Regions from separate parts of the Mus musculus genome. Here regions 1 and 3 are each linked to region 2. Evidence: chromatin contacts called from public ChIA-PET and promoter capture Hi-C data. All regions are on one chromosome and are shown on one strand. The core of a region is the stretch at or near the end of the contact, and the rest is flanking DNA. Distances in the headings are between cores, read along the strand shown.

Evidence for each region. Promoter capture Hi-C pulls out the DNA fragments that hold promoters and counts their contacts. ChIA-PET counts read pairs in DNA pulled down with a chosen protein or histone mark.
Region 1: a contact with region 2 is called in an RNA polymerase II ChIA-PET map of memory CD8 T cells, with 13 read pairs. The contact joins the enhancer-like site here to the promoter of Fam20b in region 2. A contact is called at or near these places in 2 of 39 promoter capture datasets (the C10 cell line and neutrophils), 1 of 484 Hi-C or Micro-C datasets (B cells), 6 of 115 datasets of contacts at active chromatin or transcription factors (bone marrow-derived macrophages, embryonic stem cells, extraembryonic endoderm stem cells and 2 more) and 3 of 9 other capture datasets (adipose tissue, liver and pancreatic islet).
Region 3: a contact with region 2 is called in a promoter capture Hi-C map of pre-B cells, with 2.5 times the contacts expected there. The contact joins the enhancer-like site here to the promoter of Fam20b in region 2. A contact is called at or near these places in 6 of 39 promoter capture datasets (the C10 cell line, HPC-7-derived erythroid cells, hippocampal neurons and 2 more), 4 of 115 datasets of contacts at active chromatin or transcription factors (bone marrow-derived macrophages, embryonic stem cells, pancreatic cancer cells and 1 more) and 2 of 9 other capture datasets (adipose tissue and pancreatic islet).

Annotation. Positions count from the first base shown.
Region 1 is chr1:156,458,551-156,461,250 of GRCm38.p6, reverse strand. All of the region lies in intron 2 of Soat1 (sterol O-acyltransferase 1), which reads left to right. Among named protein-coding and RNA genes, the nearest start is that of Soat1, 14 kb to the left of the region's middle. Within about 2 kb of position 1,405, at least 137 of the 459 cell types and tissues checked have an H3K27ac peak or open chromatin away from gene starts, as enhancers often do. A contact at or near this core is called in B cells, adipose tissue, bone marrow-derived macrophages and 3 more, where this site is marked.
Region 2 is chr1:156,717,637-156,720,336 of GRCm38.p6, reverse strand. Fam20b (family with sequence similarity 20, member B) reads left to right here and starts at 1,427. Exons shown (of 8, transcript NM_145413.4): 1 at 1,427-1,471.
Region 3 is chr1:156,996,706-156,999,405 of GRCm38.p6, reverse strand. No RefSeq gene overlaps it. Among named protein-coding and RNA genes, the nearest start is that of Gm39685, 8.4 kb to the right of the region's middle. Within about 2 kb of position 1,300, at least 107 of the 459 cell types and tissues checked have an H3K27ac peak or open chromatin away from gene starts, as enhancers often do. A contact at or near this core is called in bone marrow-derived macrophages, embryonic stem cells, pancreatic cancer cells and 2 more, where this site is marked.

The sequences.
Region 1 (2,700 bases), core at 156-2,655, 260 kb after region 2:
GCCACGTGGCAATGGACATGACGTTTCTTTGAGTTAGCTTATTTATTTTGAAAACAGAACAGGTACAAACTCCTGCTCCCCGCCCCCCCCCCCCACTGGGTTTTGCTTAACTTATTGATGTGTGACACATTCTTTACAAGTTATCAGTGAAGTAACTGATTATGTGTATGGATCAGATCTTGACAGTGTTGGCAGTGGTTAGACCAGGCCTATCTGTCACCTCGTAGTTATACTTTTTAGAGATTGGTAGTGAGTTTCCAGGTAAAGGGTTAGCAGTTCAGAGCCCACAGAGCAGGGTAGGGAGAAGGGTAAATCATCTTCGCAGGATTTGCTAGAGGAAAACTGCAGGATAGTTGGGTCACAAGGGCTAAATGGACTGCTGGGAAGAGCTGTTGTTTAAAGAATTGCATCTTAAAGTCAGGATTTTTTTGTATTTTGCTATTATGTCTAAACCAACTATACTGTCATATCTTCCATTTCAGTTTTTAAAATTAATTTTTAAGTTAATACACAAAGATGGGTTTCTATTTCCTTTGCTTTTATTATTATTATTATTATTATTATTATTATTATTTATTGTATGTGTATGATGTACATGTGTGAGTGTGGGTGCACATGTACCATAGCATGTGTGGAGGTCAGAGGTCAGTCACAGCATGTGTGGAGGTCAGAGGTCAGCTTCGGGAGTTGGAACTTTGGTCTACTCTGGGTTCCAGGTACTGAAGACAGATAGATGGTTGAGCTATCTCACAGCACTTGTTGCTTTGAGACAGCATTTACTCTATAGCCCAGGTTGGCCTTGAACTCTAGGTGACCTTCCGTTATGTTCCTACTGCCCCCCAGTATCACTGTGCTGTGGCACATGTGTGGCATCAGAGGACAAGTGTTGGGAGTCGGTGTTCTCCTCCTATCATGTGGGTCCTGGGAACTTGAACTCAGGCCTTCGGTCTTGGCAGGAAGCACCTTTACCAGCTGAGCCATCTTACCATTCTCAGCCCAGGTGCTTTTTGTTCTGTTTCTTTAATGTGTTTGTTTGTTTGGTTTGGTTTTACAAGGCAGGATCTCTCTGTGTAGCCCTGGAACTCACTCTGTAGACCAGGCTGGCCTTTAACTCAGAAATCCACCTGCCTCTGCCTTCTGAGGTGCAGGGATCAAAGGGATGCACCACCACCGCCCCTCCTCACCCCACCCCCAGTTCACTTTTAACCATAGGTTTCTTCTTAAGATGGCACTCACCCTAGCTCTCTGAGTTGGAGCAGCCCTTCTCAGCTGCTATCACCAGTCCTGACAGAGAAGTCACACTCTCAGCAAAACTAGAAGTAGTTAGAAGCTTGTGGGAGCTGGCTCCGGCCTGTGGGCAGGCTGTCTGTTTCTTCTCACCAGACTTCCTGGTTTATTTCCTGGATGAGATAGGTGTGGTGAACCCCGAGCCACATGTCCTGTTTCTACTCATTTGACTGTCATGCTTGAAGGGTTTCAGAAACACTTCCTTTTTGGAATAGAGTCTGTGTTTTAATTTTGACACTTTTGTACTGTGTCATAGAGGCAGATTGCAGTTTGCCAACTTACCTAAAAGTCTTATTTTGTAGCTTTTAAAAAACCCTTATTAAGCAGGGTGTGGTGTTACCACCTATAATCCTAATTCGTGAGCTGTATGCAGGCAGATCAGGAGTTCAAGGCCAGCCTGGGCTATGTGAGATACTGTTTGAAAATAAAACAGAGCTTTACTTTAACTTGGTGAGTGTTGGTAATCCAAACAGAGGCAGGAGGATTACTGTGAGTTTGAGGCCATCCTGGGCTATATAGTTAGTGAGTACAACTTTGGACAACACTGATTTACCATGCAGTTGGTAACCTAGAAAATAAGTATATAATCTGACTTTTGGAGAAAAGCATATTAAATACAATATTGGAAAGCAACGCAAGGTTGACGTTCGACCAAGATACAAGTCCCAGGAACCTAACAAGTCTTCATACAATTTTTTTTCTGGAAAAATCATTTTAGCATATGCTTACCATCATTTTTTCATTATTATTTAAGACTATTTATCTATACATATATATGTAATTAAACATAAAATATGCCAAATACATATACATAAAATGTATGTATGTATGTACATAAATGAATTGTCTACATGGCATTACTAATGTCTAATATTTCTGACCTGAGCCCCTTTGTTTCGCCCCTGCTGTTTCTCTTTGGTTTGTAACCAGGACAGGCTTCTCTGTGCTCAGAGCTCTGTCTGTTAGAATTGTTGAAGGCCTTGGCTGATTCTGTGACCTTCCTGGGAGGAATTGTATTTATCTATTGGCAGTCTAGGAACGCAGCTCGAGTTTGCTGTTAAACAAACACACTCTGAGGTTTTTGAGATAACAAAACTTTAGGTTGCAAAATCCACTGGAGTGTTGCAAGGTTTCAGGGGACTCTGTTCCGGTCTTTTGAAGGAGAGACACTTTCCTTTCTTTTACCTTCTGTTTCTGTCTAGGACCCTGAGGACGTGGCCATGTGGATCCTTAGCACTAAGGTGGTATTCTATTCGACTTCCAAGTCTGAAGTCCAAACAGGCCCTAGGTTTTGCCATTCTGTAAAGAGCCTGGCCTTGGGTCCTGTGTAGTGAAAGGTCCACATGTTGTGTGGCCGCCAGTGGGCAAAAGCTCTAGCTTTTGGCAAGAATCCATGTGTTTATCACGTGTCAC
Region 2 (2,700 bases), core at 178-2,677:
AGGCAGACTCTCATCACCATCCAGCCAATTTTCCCAAGAATTGTGCTTTCCATTGTCGGATAATGGCCTCAACCCTTTTCAACTCTATCCAGTAAAAGCTGACACAGGGCTGTCTACGCTGCCCTTTGTACGCCTTGCAGTGATGAGTGCTTCCAGCAGTGATTAAAGCTGCTTTCCCTCACTAAGTCTTCTGGGGTAGGGTGTCAAGTCCAATAGTTTCTCTGGGTGTCCTGATCGAAAGTGCTACACACACACACACACACATTAAACTAACTTCACACAATAATTGTATTTTCTCCACACATTTACTATTTAAATCTCACCACAATCCTGTCAAGTAGGTACTGTGTTTAACTTCCATTTCCCAAGGAGCCTTATACTCAGAGGCACTACATGACATGCCCAGTGGCATACAGTGGGGGGTGGGAGGGAGGGAGAGAGAGAGGGAGAGAGAGAGAGATCGTTTCTTTCCCTCTTGAAAGAAATTCCTGCTTAGTCCCCAAACTCCCCCCCCCCCCGCACAAATCATATCCAATGTAGAACGTACACCATAATATTTTAGGGTCAAACAGACTACATGGAAGCTGTCTATATGGTGAATAAACGTATGCATTATACAGTAGCTACTGTGTGTGGAGTGGACACACGTTAAGGGGAGGAGCAGCTCATTGACTCTTCAGGAGCCTAGTGGGTGAGTGCAGGGCACTGGAAACCAAGTCGCGCTGGATTTGCCCTCTTAGGGCTTACAGTCCATTGCAAGGCACAAACATTAAAAAAAAAAAAGCTATTATAATAAAATAAACAGGATTTTGTTAAGAGCTACTGAAAAGGTACAGTAGGGGAGCTCTGCTCTGGGCCAAAGCTGGAGCGATTTCCAAGGTGGGAAGTCTGGCCTCTTTTGGTCAGGGAAGGGCACTTTGGGGCAGAATCTCCAAGGAGAAGTCAAGGCAGAGCGAAAGAAAGAAGAAATTATCTCTTCAGAATAGGACTTCACCTAGATGACTGCAGGAAAGAAATTGTGAAGGTAAGAGAGAAGCCAGAAGCTAGTTTATGTAAACAGGCTTGGAGAAATCCGCCGACGGTGTCTGCGGAGCCCAGCGCTGCAGGAATGAGGGTGAAAGGGTTAAAGGGGGCGGTCCGGAGCTGCCCGGTAGTCCCGCCTACCCGCAACGGGGGCGGAGCTGCGCCGGGTGCGCACTGGGATTGGCTGCAGGGAGGGCGTTCCGCTAGGACCGTACCAACAGCCAGGCAGCGCGGAGGCGGGGGTGGGTGTGGAGCGGCCGGCTCCGCGGGGAGCGGCGACCGGGGAATGGCCGGGCCGGCGGTGGGCGGGAGCCGCAGTGGTGGCGGCGGCGGCCCGGGGCGGTGAGTGCGGCGTGGGGCTGCCCCTCCCCGGAGGCGGCGGGGGCGGCCGGGGCCGCGCCTCACCGCACCGCGCGGGCGGCTATGGAGCGAGCCTGAGGCCCGCCAGGTGAGTGGCGCGGTTGGAGAGGGCGCGCGACCCCTCGCCCGGGAACGACGGGAAGGAGGGAGGGAGGGAGGGAAAGCGCGGGCGGCGGGGGGCGGGGCACCTCCCTCAGGGGCCGGATGCGGGGCTGCGGGCGATCGGGAGTCCTTGCGGTGACCGGTGCTCGCTGCTAAGGACGGTCCCCAGAGGCTCCTGGCCCTGGTGTCGCCCTTCTGTCACACGAAGCCGGTGTCGGCGGCCCGGCGGGCAGCGCGCTCTAGCTCGGTCCCTACGCCGCCCTCCTGGTGGCCGAGGAGCGCGCTCTCGCTGAGCCCCTACGGGGCCCGCTTGGTGGTCGGGGAGCGCGAGTGACCTGCAGGCCCTGGGCCGGAGAGGGCAGCGGTGTCCTGCGGTCGTGCGCTCAGAGCGCCAAGGGGCACAACTTAGGATGAGACTGTGCAGAGTGGGCTGCGCTGGCGGTTTCATTTCCGGGTGTGATGGCCCGGCGATTAAGAGCGAGCCCAGACGTTGCCTTGAAGATGAATGCGAACGTTGTCAAGCTGTGTCCTTGATTGTGGAGTCTGATAAGACATTCTTTTTAATCTGGAGTCAGTGATCTGTCAGGCTCCTGATAAAAACGAAGAAAAGGGGGGGGGGAACAACAGGGCGTGGATGGTCCTTATACAATTACTTCGTTTAAAGACTTATGTCTCCAGTAGGATGGGTAAGGCGTTTACAATTTGGGAAAAGGATATGTTTAACACTGTCACTTGGATCTAGGGCCAGGTGTGAGGGTCATCTCTACTCAGCCAGGTTCCCTCCGGAGATTTGATAGCTCACGTTGGAAGAAAGAAATAATGCGATCTTTTCACGATTGAGGTCTACGGCTTTATAATACAACCGAGAATCCGGAAAGTCAAGATTGTCAATAATTAACCATGCCTACATTGCTTGGGTTGTAATTTCACATTGAGCTCAATGTGCTTGCCATTCCCTGAATTTATGCAAGCCGGGTGAGCAAGCTGAAAGCACTTGTGCATGTTATCGTCCTGAGAAACAGGTTCAGGCATTAAAGATGCTAAATTATTTGCATAGGCTCTAAATCAATTTAGGGCAAATTTAAAATTATTGTATTAAATTAATAACTTTCTTAAAGTTTGTGAAGATGTTGGGTTTTGTGTCCCAGAACTGTTACCTGAAAACAAGATGCGGGTTCACATTAGAAAATACTTATCACAGGAGAACAGTGTGGG
Region 3 (2,700 bases), core at 51-2,550, 280 kb before region 2:
TAAAGTCAGTATTTGACGAGAGATTTTCACAGAGCGACACCTAAGTATTTGGTCATAAGATACCTTAAAGCTTCCATTGAAAGACAAAGGTTGCTTCTTTTCTCTATTTGCACATTTTGTTTTGTTCTTGTGTAAAACGGCTCATGTGTGTGCCTGCATGTGGAGGCCAAAAGACAACCTTGGGCGTAGTTCCTCGGACATCATGTACCTGAGTTTTCCTGGGCATTTTGTTTGGTGGTTTTGTTTTTGAGCTATAGATCTAACATGAGCCTGGAACTAGCCAAGCCACAGGTTGCCCCATGGATCCATGTGCCTCTGACTCCCAAGCCACGGGAACCCAGGTTCATGCCTTCACTCCTAACTTGTCCTCAGAATCCTGGGGATTGAACTCATGTCTCTGTGTCTGCAAAGCAGGCGCTTTGCTCATGGAACTAGCTCCCCAACCTTGTTTATTCCCTCTTAATTAGTACAGACCCATGGATTCCTGTTGTACTCTAAGCGTTAAAATCAGGAACTATTGCTGGGCATGGTGACCCCACCTGTAGTCCTAGCTACTCAGAAAGCTGAGGTCTGGGGTTCTCCTGAACCCAGGAGTCCCAGATCAGCCTCGACCTGTAAGAAGCCCTTCAGGGCAGCCAACTTCTGGGTGCTTTTGCTATATCCCCAACACGCTTTAAACATCTCCTTACTTCATAGTATAAATGCCCCTGTCCCATAGTTTATTTTCAACACTCCAGCCCTAGTGTAGTCAACCATTTAAGTGGAGAATGATATTTAGAAGCTGAACTCTTATCTAGGCATGCTCACTACTGTCAGGATATCCTTGCTTCTAACCTTCTCAGCCTAGAGAACCAGGAAATACACACACACAAATGTATGTGTGTGTATACCCACCTACATATGTATCTATATCTATCTATGTATGTATGTATGTATGTATGTATGTATGTATGTATGTATCTATCTATCTATGAATTTGTGTGTGTGTGTAACCACATACACATGTATTTACCTTTACACTAATTCAATATCTATGTCTACTCAAAGCTCTGCGTTTGCACCAGCTCTTGGACCACACAGTCTAGCAACACAGTCTATTGTCTGAATTGTAATTTCCTCCAGACAGCAAGAAGCGTGATGCCCCCCCCCCCATCACCCTCCGGGCATTTACTTATTTGACTAACAATCTTTACACGACCTCAGGCCCCAGCTGCAATTGCCAAGAGCTTGCTGGCTTACCACAGGGCTCCAAATTGGCAAGTCCCTCCTTACAATGGGAAGGGAGCTGTGAATGAACAATGACTCACAGTGATCACCGTGCACCCTGGGAGTGAATTCTACCCGCTCCTGCTGCTGTCTGGACTGAGACCTGGTGGCGACATGGAGTTTGCTTTCCCTGTTGTTGCCTAGCAGAGTGGGTGTGGTCTTCTCTGCCATAGCAGTGAGTGACCTCTTTAAACATGATTTAAAAAAAAAAATTTTTTTTTTCTCCTTTTTACACTTTACCCATGAGACCGAAAAGAACTAGCTGGATTCATTTGAAGACGTGTGGTATACCAGGTTTCCCTCAGGAAGGGTGTGTTATAAATTTTATATAGTTGTTAAGGCCCCAGCTGGAGGTCAGAGGTCAGCTGATCCCTCCCCACAGCTGCCAGATGGTTGGCTCTTCTGGCACATTCTCAGGGCCACAAACTTATTTCCTAGATACCAGTCTTCAAGTCATGCCTGACTCCTCTGTCCTTCACTCCCCCCCTCCCTCCCTGCTGCAAACTTGGAAGCATCAAGGTCCCAGGGCGCCACAGCTGTTCCTCGGGTTCTCCTTGACTTGTTCACTGTGGCTGTGGGGACGGGGGTCTCACAAGGTCCTCACTGTTCTTCAGGGCAAGGGAAACCCTTCTCTGAATGCTGAATCCTCCCAACTCGTTTCAGGGTTGCTTACAGGATTCTTAAAAACCAGACAATTAAGCACTCCATGTTTACCAAGGGCAGTTGGAAATCCAGTTTCTAAAATCACTGTCAACTCTCCCACACTTTCTATTGTCAGGGAAACTAATGAAGCCCCCAGACTTTCATCTCAGAATTGACTTTTGGAGATCCACAGATTGCTGCCTGGCAACACAACACATTGCTGTGCATCGCTTTTTTATTTACAGCCAAGGCTGGAGTAAAGGAGCAGATGGTGAGAAATCGGATTTAAAGGAGGGACAGATGCGCCCACACGGGAGCTGGGTAAATCTCTTGGCTACCGGCGTGCACACAGACGTGAAGCCTAACTACCTCCACAGTTGCATCCCGCTTTACCGTTGCTCTTAGCTTGTTTGGATCTTGTCTGCGAAGATGGTTTAATATATCCCATTACAAGCAGTTTCTCTCATCCCACCCCACTAGGGACTGTGTTTTATAGAAAGTAGCTTCTTGGTCATCTGTATGATCACAGATCTAAAATTTCACGGACACTTAAGCCGTTAGCCTGCTTGTCTGGAGGAGACAGCTTTACATCTCTGTGATCTTAGAAACATTTACAAGGAGCTCCACACATTCATAACTATGTACATAAGCCCCCTTTCTGCCCACCCCCTCTTTCTTTCTCTCTCTCTTTTTTCCTGTGAAGGCAAAAACAACTTTCAGTTGCTGACCCACAGGGTAGAAAATAGCTGTTGTGAATGCAAATGTCGACACTCCCCCAGGCTTACCCCGCCC